Regions from separate parts of the Columba livia genome. Here region 2 is linked to region 1. The links are chromatin contacts, called in public Hi-C maps. All regions are on one chromosome and are shown on one strand. Each heading gives the region's core, a stretch centred on a gene start, on an enhancer-like site or on the middle of the called end of the contact. The rest is flanking DNA. Distances are from core to core; before and after follow the strand shown. Region 1 overlaps LOC135576479 (a long non-coding RNA gene). Region 2 overlaps POC1B (POC1 centriolar protein B).

Region 1 (3,918 bases), core at 731-3,230:
TTAGGACCACCAATATAAGAAGATCGACAGCCTTGCTCATTTTGGATAGCTAATCTTTAACAAAGTGGCAAAGTAATTTCAGGTTCCAGGTTTTCAGCCCCTATTGCAGGCATGAGTAAATGTTTCCAAAGGGGATTAATAGGCCAATTTGACTGCTGAGTGCTGTAACCAATTTACAGTACAAAGTACATCTTCACTTCTCTCTCTGCCTAGCCAGTTTTTGTGGCTCCTAGAATTCCCAGAGAAATGGTCAGTGTTTGTATGGGAGATTCAGGTTTCTGCTGCTTGGTCAGGCAATCTGTGAAGTTCACATACAGTAGATCCTGGAAAACCCCAATGTATCAGACACTGAGCAGTTCACACTCTCAGTTTCACAGTACAACACAACAGATGTACTGGAAAGGATTCTTAGGATAGGACTTAGGATTTGCTGTAAGCAATGATCTGGTGAGCACGGAATTTTGTTGGAAAAGCTGACAAGCATCAGCTGAGATCTACCTACCCAGGAGCTACCTTGGTTGGATAGGCAAGAAACAGAGTGGGAAATACAGCATCCAGCACAGTAGAAAAGAATGAAGACCAGGAATGTGGGTGAGGTCTGTCTGCTGTGCAAGGGAGGAAAAAAGTGCTGCAAAGGAGATAGATAACCCAATTTTTCTATAGAGAAATGTGGTTGGTGAAGAGCTTCACTCAACATAACAAAAACCTTAAGGCATATTTATTTGCAGAATCTTTCTGCTTCAAATCCTGATAAACTCCATTTTATATTTAGAATGTGTAAGCAATCAGAAAGGAAGTAGCTTCCGGGTATGAAGTGATGATATTTGTATTTACAAACACACACACACCATCACCCGTTTATTTCTGTACACAGAAACCCCCACGTATACGTATTTATATTACTGTGCTCTACAGGATGTAATTTGGAGTACTTGGCCAACTACCATCGCCCTGACCTGCCAGCACTGGACAGAGAATGTCTAAAGCAGTCAGGGGGTTTGGAGACTTTCCATCTGCAGACTGGTGTGCATGGCTGGCTATGCACAGGAGGGCTGGGATGAGAGTGAAGATGTAGTCTGTTGTAGGGCTGGGGTAATGATTTTTAAAACCATTCACATTGTCAAATGCAGTATTTTAAGATTCTTCCTCCAAATGCCTTGTTACCTCCAAAATATCACCAAGGAAATTTTCTTTCTAATGAGGCAGAGAGTTGCAGCAAGTCTCTCTGCTTACAGAAGGGGCATGGTGATTCAGACAGGCGGTAATGATCAATGAGTAAAGCAGTGTCTCGGATGTCATGAACGGAACAAAAAGACTGGGGACATCTGAACGAGGGAGCTCAGCCATCACCATGAGGGTTGCCTCTGTGTCTCATTCTGAAAATTGCAGGGAAGCTGGGCTCTTCTTCTCTCAAGATTTGCATAGGACATTTACTGCATCAAGGATTCCTTCTGACATTTCTAATGGAAACAGCTAGAAGAAAGAGGGAAATCAGATAGCAGAGTGTCTCTGCGTGCTGTGCTGTTGCCAAGCAGATTATGTGCTGTAATCTGTAAGCACTGAACTGTGTGTGAATTACGAGGAACCTCTCCCTTGCTTTTGTTTTAGCCCCCTGGGAGAGGCGATGTTTCCGGACTGCTAATGTCACAGCATGACCTGTTAATAACCTGCGAGAGCCTTCCTCCACTCCGCCGCCTCCCGCTCCCCCAGGACCCAGCAGCTGCCGTCACATGGATCAAATGCCTGCCTTGTATGCGGTTCATTGAGAAAAATTCAAGCATGTGGCCTGAGGTTCCCCTGATGACTGTCTGGGGATGATGATTTCTACCATCTGTTCTGGCTGCCTGCGGCTCCCGGAAACACCGAGGTGTATGTTGCTTCTGGCCATACGTGGGATTCCTAATGAAACCTCAGCTGCCGTCCAACTGTCTGCGAATATCAGATGGGTTTGAATTATCTTTCCGCCAAGAGGGGAGGGAGAAGAATTTTGTTTAACTCTTTAATCTGAACCGCTACACAGCACATGCATAATCACAGGGTACAAAGCTGCTGAATTATTAGCATCTGCATCACGTTGGCAGCTGCAGCATTTGCACGTGTGCCGGGTCTGTCCGATTTGAGATGCCCAGGCTGGTTGTTTCCAGGCTAAATATACAGCCTCGAGTCAAATTCATCTTACTGCAGCTCATTTGAAAGCCCTGTAATTATACCAGAGATTTATTTGATCCCTTCACTTCTGATTTGTGTTAAAGGCACATTTCAGTCATATAAATTGTATATCGGTATATAAAAAAAAGGCTGCTTATCAAATGGTTTAAATGCAGCCAAGTAATTGCAGCAGTTTCAAAGTTATTTGTTGAGATGGAGGAAGACACAGCAAATGGATATTAATTTTGCTATATGAAAAAGACTTTCATGGAAAACACCTTGATAACAAAAAATAGAAATCACTTGTCTTTCAGGATTTGACATCCTGTCTGTTATTTTCCATGTAATCTATCATTTAGAAACCTTTACTTGCCATTTGCTGAATATCGGATTTCAGTGAATGTTGAGGGGCACTAAATCACTTAAGAGTACCAGGTCTCAGCAGAAGAGATTTGACATTCTTTCTTGTTAGAATTACCTAGATTTTTCCATTGATATTCATACTATTTTCTTTGAATGAATAGATGCTCTCAGTAAGAAATCCACTGAGCTTTATGTGGTTGAAAAAATTGTTTACATAGTCAGTGCTGGAGCAGCGAAGTTGCTGAATGGATCAGGAACAACTGCTTACATTTCTTGCAGTTATTGTTCAGGCAGGGCAATACAGAATACAAAGTTGCATATGTGACCTCAAAACAAGAAAAAAAAAAAAGAAAATAAAAGAAAAGGAAAAGGAAGTATCTCCCCATCAGTAGGCAACAGTGATAGCCTTGTACCGGATGTTTCACATTTTCAGATTCCAGTTAAACACCTCTGTAACGTGACCTCACCCACTTATTTTTAGAGGCTGTTTTTCTACTAATATTGTGGCTGCTAATCAAAGAATGCAAAAGCACTTCTTAGCAGTGGCTTGCTGAGGGGCGTTTGATTGTTTCTGCTCTTGGAGCTTATTTTGTTATGCTATGAGACATAACAGCAATCTGCAAATGCATTCAGCAGCTCGTGCCGAGGCATGGAGGTGGGAGGCAGGGTTCCCACCATGGCTGTTATTCCTTTCTCTTGTTGACTGACTCATGCAGAGGTGTGCACACAGCTCTTACATATGCACACTGTCAGAAATCAATATGAGGGTAGAAGACTTGAAAGCAGATATTGCCAGAAAATTCAATAAAGCTTAGAAAAGTATTTCTAATTTTCTACTTTATTGATAGGGGGTCTTTTGTTTGGTTGGTTGGTTTGGTTGGTTGGGGTTTTTTGTTTGTTTTTTGTTTGTTTGGTTGGTTAGTCTTTTTTTAAAGACACTCAAAGATGCAGTAATGATAAGGAAACATTTCACACATTTGTCTTTTCCATCCAGGAATGATCCAGTAACTACCTCTGCCTTCATCTTTAAAGCAGTTTTACTTTTGTAAATCAGTCCAAGACTACTGGCTTTTAGCAAACATGAGCTAGTTAAGCAGGGCATGCAAATACTGAGGAGGTGGTTTGTCTATAATGTAAAGCTTCTCTAGGGACGTTTCTCTTTCTGTGGTCTGGATGTATGAAAATTTACTAGCAGCATCTGACAAAAAAAACCCAAAAACCAAAAAACAAAACAAAACAAACAAACAAAAAACAACCCCCCCAACAAATAAACAAAAAATAAACAAACAAAAAAATCCTCCACAACTATAGCTTTTAAAATAGTTAGCTTTCAGTCTGCAGGTTTTTAAGGAAAATCTGCTATTTCTTTCTTCTGTCTGCGTAGTTCTCTGCATCACTTAAGAAAGA
Region 2 (3,705 bases), core at 648-3,147, 190 kb before region 1:
CTCTGGAAGTAGCTAATCAACATATGTGCTTTGATTTTTTTTTTTTCCACTGAAGAAGAGTGGCACAGCCTGTCTTGGATCACCATCTCAAGTGTTTAAAGACTGGTGTAAGTAACGACTTTGAAGCCTTTGTAGGATCAGTGATGAGTTCCCTGAAGCGCCACCCCCCCCACCCCTGGAAGATCTTCAGGGAGATTGGAAGTCTATACAAAACCTCATAATGTTTTGTTGAAAGGCTATCAAAATTCCTAATGATAAGCGGGAGAACTCCCATAGATCTTAAGCTACTCCAGAAAGTAGGAGAAAGATTCTCTCTGAGAATCTTTTCTTCAGCTATTGGAACATAATATGCTTTGTGGCAGTGCAAAAAGGTATTCCTTTTCTTCTGTAAAGCGTTGTTAATAAAAATGATAGAGCAGTATAGGTAGGGAGAGATGTCTGGAGTAATTTCATCTAATCTTCCCTGTAAAGCAAGGCCCACTTGGATCAGCTCCACTTCATTTGTTAATATGTGTAAGGGTGCAGATTCTACCACCTTTCTGGGCAGCTTGCTCTGGTGTTTAACTGGTGAATTTTTCTTTTTATATAAAATATAGCTAGAATTTCCTATGTTCTACCATGTGTGTTGCCTCTAGTCCTATCACAGTGGTCCCCTAATAAGTGTCTGGCTCTATCTTCTCTCTGTCCACTCACTAGATACTTGAGATGACAGCAAGATCTCCCTGTATCCTTCCATTTTAAGGCTGAACAAATCTGTTTCTCTGCCTCTTCTAGTATATCATGTGTTCTAGCCCCCTCACCATCTTGCTCACCCTCTGCTGGACTTGCTCCAGGATGTCAATGTCTCTCTTGTATTGAGGAGCCTGGAACAGGACACAAAACTCCAGATAATTAAGGTTCAGCGATGTATCACTTTGTATCTATTCTTGACAACAGTCTGCCTGGAGGAGGTTTGAAAAAGAAATGTTTGAAAATTTAACACTGTTGATTCTTTATTGGGAATTCAAAATATATTTTTAGATATTTTCTTAGCAATTCATTTTTATTTTGAGCTGTATCTATATGAGGAAATACTGGTATTTTCTTTTCCTTCCACTCCTCCTCTTCTTTTCAAGGAATTTTAATTTGTTGCTTCATCAAAGCCAACAATCCATAACTTCCACACTTAATAAAAGTAATTAAATTTTTAAAACCTACATAAGTAGGCATTTTTTCTTGCTTCAAAGACTAAGCCAAGATATGGAGATATGGAAGTTCTCATAGGGATTTTGCTAGAAAACACTTAGCATGTTTAGAATTCAGAGAGTTTAATAATTTATCTTTTCAGCGTGTGTTCTGTCTTAAAGCTGTAAAGCCAGTTCTTTTTGAACATAGAGAAAAACCTGGTTTCATCAAAGATTCACACTGATGCAACTTCCGTTGTAAACTTAGTGAAGGGAATATGATCATTGTGTCAGTGGAAAAACTTCAGTGTAATCTTCAGTATGGAGCTGCTTTCTTTTGAACTATAATTACAAAAACTTTAAGAATTCCTGTCTGTGTATTATTACTGTCAGAAAAATAGCTTTGAATTTGATGATTCATTTATTCAGTTCTCCTGTGTGTTACTGAAACCAGTATGAACACAAGCTATATATGCTTAACTAACTGGTATTTGTGTAATGCCCTGACTTCTACAATGGTAAGAGCCTTCATATGTTGCAGTTATTAAAAGTGAGGCGTGTTCTAGCCTTTTACACTCTGGAAATGTTCACTGAATTGGGGTCAGGGTTTGGGGGTGGAGTGGCTGTTTCTCCTTTCTATCTCATTGAAGACCCCAAATACATTACTGTCTCTCTCCCACCCCTTCTCAGAGCATCAAGCTGCTTAATGTTGCCTTTGTTTTTTGGGCTCTTGAAAAGGAGAAACTGGAAATCTTGTTTTCCTTTGGGACTATTTCCTCTTGTTTCATCCTCTGATTTTACTTACAGTTTTTAGGGAGGTTGAGTTTTTTAAGTCTGTAAGGCAATACATCAGTAATCTCTGGTCCCTGATAAGATGTTGGGAACAAGAGAAAGTTGATGATGTCTTGGTAGTTTTTACTGATAGCAGCAGGAAATCGCTGTACAGGCTCTCTAATGTTCCATCCCATGACCTTGCTCATGTAAACAGGATTTGGAAGAAGCAAAGCAATGTACTGTAATCTGGAAGTCAGAATGTCTGCACTGGCTGGGAGATGTTTGCTGTTCTTTTCCAGTGCTAGTTAACAGTGAAAACAAGACAAGTTTATTGTTCATTTACAGTACGATTTCTACGAAGTTAAGACTAAGTTAATTATTGGAAAGGGAAAGATAAGAATTGATCCTCTTTGAGGCAAAAGAAACATCCTATGTTTTAAAATAAAGTGACCAAATAAATTCCACCCCCCACACTTGTAAAAAGTGAAAGCAAATAAAAGTACGTGCAACTTCTATCCCTCTGAGTAAGTCAGCGTATAAACTGCATTTGTAGTAGGTGTTGTGATGCAAAAAATTTAAGTATCTGTACTCTCAATTTATCCTATACATGTTGCTTCTGCACTATGTATGTCAGGGTTTAGATGTCTTTGACTTTTTTTTTTCTGCCTTTATTTTGAGTATAACAAAAAAAAATCCCCAACCCAGAAAACAACCGATATATTTTGCAAAGACAGCAATTATGAATCCAGAATTTGCATCTAGTTATTCCATCTGTGTACATCTGAAGGCTTAAACAACTGTTCTTCGTCACAGGAATTTCATTTGAAAAGACCTTGGAATAATGTCTCTTCCTTGCATGGCTTAGCACAACTCCAGATTGCTGTAGAAGAAGATGACAAAAGAAATTTTATCTTAAAAGCTAAAAACACTGCATATTTTCCTTAACATACAACTTCAAATTTATTCTGATTTGCATCTTTTCGTCTCCAGTCTTACATGGAAATAAATATCAACTATCTTCAGTGAGGTTAAGGGGAGGGGAAAGGGAAGAAAGGAAAGAAGAGGAATTTTATACATAGATCATTTGCTCTGGGGCCCAAGTCCAGTTCAGAAGTGAACAGCCAGTAGAGCAAAACTTATATGGCACCTCACTGTGCACAGTAGTTGCCCTTGTTTTTTGTTATAGTTCAGCCAAAAGCACAACAGTTTTCTGTGGTTCGTGGATATCAGACTTCCTTGAGGCCTCAGACATTCAGCCCTTCACTTTAAACTCTGATCATTGCGTGATATTAATACATTTTTCTCCACTGAAGGAACGTTCTCGTGCTATCCCTTTGAAAGGAAGACTGGAATCATTGTCCTCTAAGAAAAAGATAAAATTGTCCTGTTTGTGTTTCTTGTCCAAAACTCAGTTGCCAATTAAACTGAATTCTGCATTTAGGAGTGGTCCCACCAGTAGAAGGGCTTTGATAAAAATTGACAGTTCCCAGCCTTTCCCATTTCCTTACCTTCCTTGCTCCCAGAGACAGAAATAAGAAAGGCCACTCCCTGAGTAGCTGTAGATTTTTTTTTCATGTGCTGCTATTCTTCTGATAACCAGCAAATGCATATTTGAATAAACTGCCAACTCTGTGATCTGAACTCCAAACGAAATAGGGAATAGTCTTCCTCCAAAGTTTTGGCATAAAACTGTTTACACCTTTTCTGTCGATGAGCATAGCAAGAGCTCTCAAACAGGCTCTGAATCTCTTATGCTAGATCTTATAAA

What was found. Hi-C and Micro-C count contacts between places; a contact is called where the count stands out from the background.
Region 2: a contact with region 1 is called in a Hi-C map of liver, with 5 times the contacts expected there. The contact joins two enhancer-like sites. A contact is called at or near these places in 2 of 2 Hi-C or Micro-C datasets (crop and liver).

The regions. Positions count from the first base shown.
Region 1 is chr1:164,030,528-164,034,445 of bColLiv1.pat.W.v2, reverse strand. All of the region lies in intron 1 of LOC135576479 (a long non-coding RNA gene), which reads right to left. It overlaps LOC135576478 (a long non-coding RNA gene), which reads left to right. Exons shown (of 4, transcript XR_010468243.1): 4 at 1,609-3,918. Among named protein-coding and RNA genes, the nearest start is that of DUSP6, 120 kb to the left of the region's middle. Within about 2 kb of position 1,980, at least 3 of the 3 cell types and tissues checked have an H3K27ac peak away from gene starts, as active enhancers do.
Region 2 is chr1:164,218,118-164,221,822 of bColLiv1.pat.W.v2, reverse strand. The region is part of intron 11 of POC1B (POC1 centriolar protein B); the gene reads left to right. Among named protein-coding and RNA genes, the nearest start is that of GALNT4, 29 kb to the left of the region's middle. Within about 2 kb of position 1,897, at least 1 of the 3 cell types and tissues checked has an H3K27ac peak away from gene starts, as active enhancers do.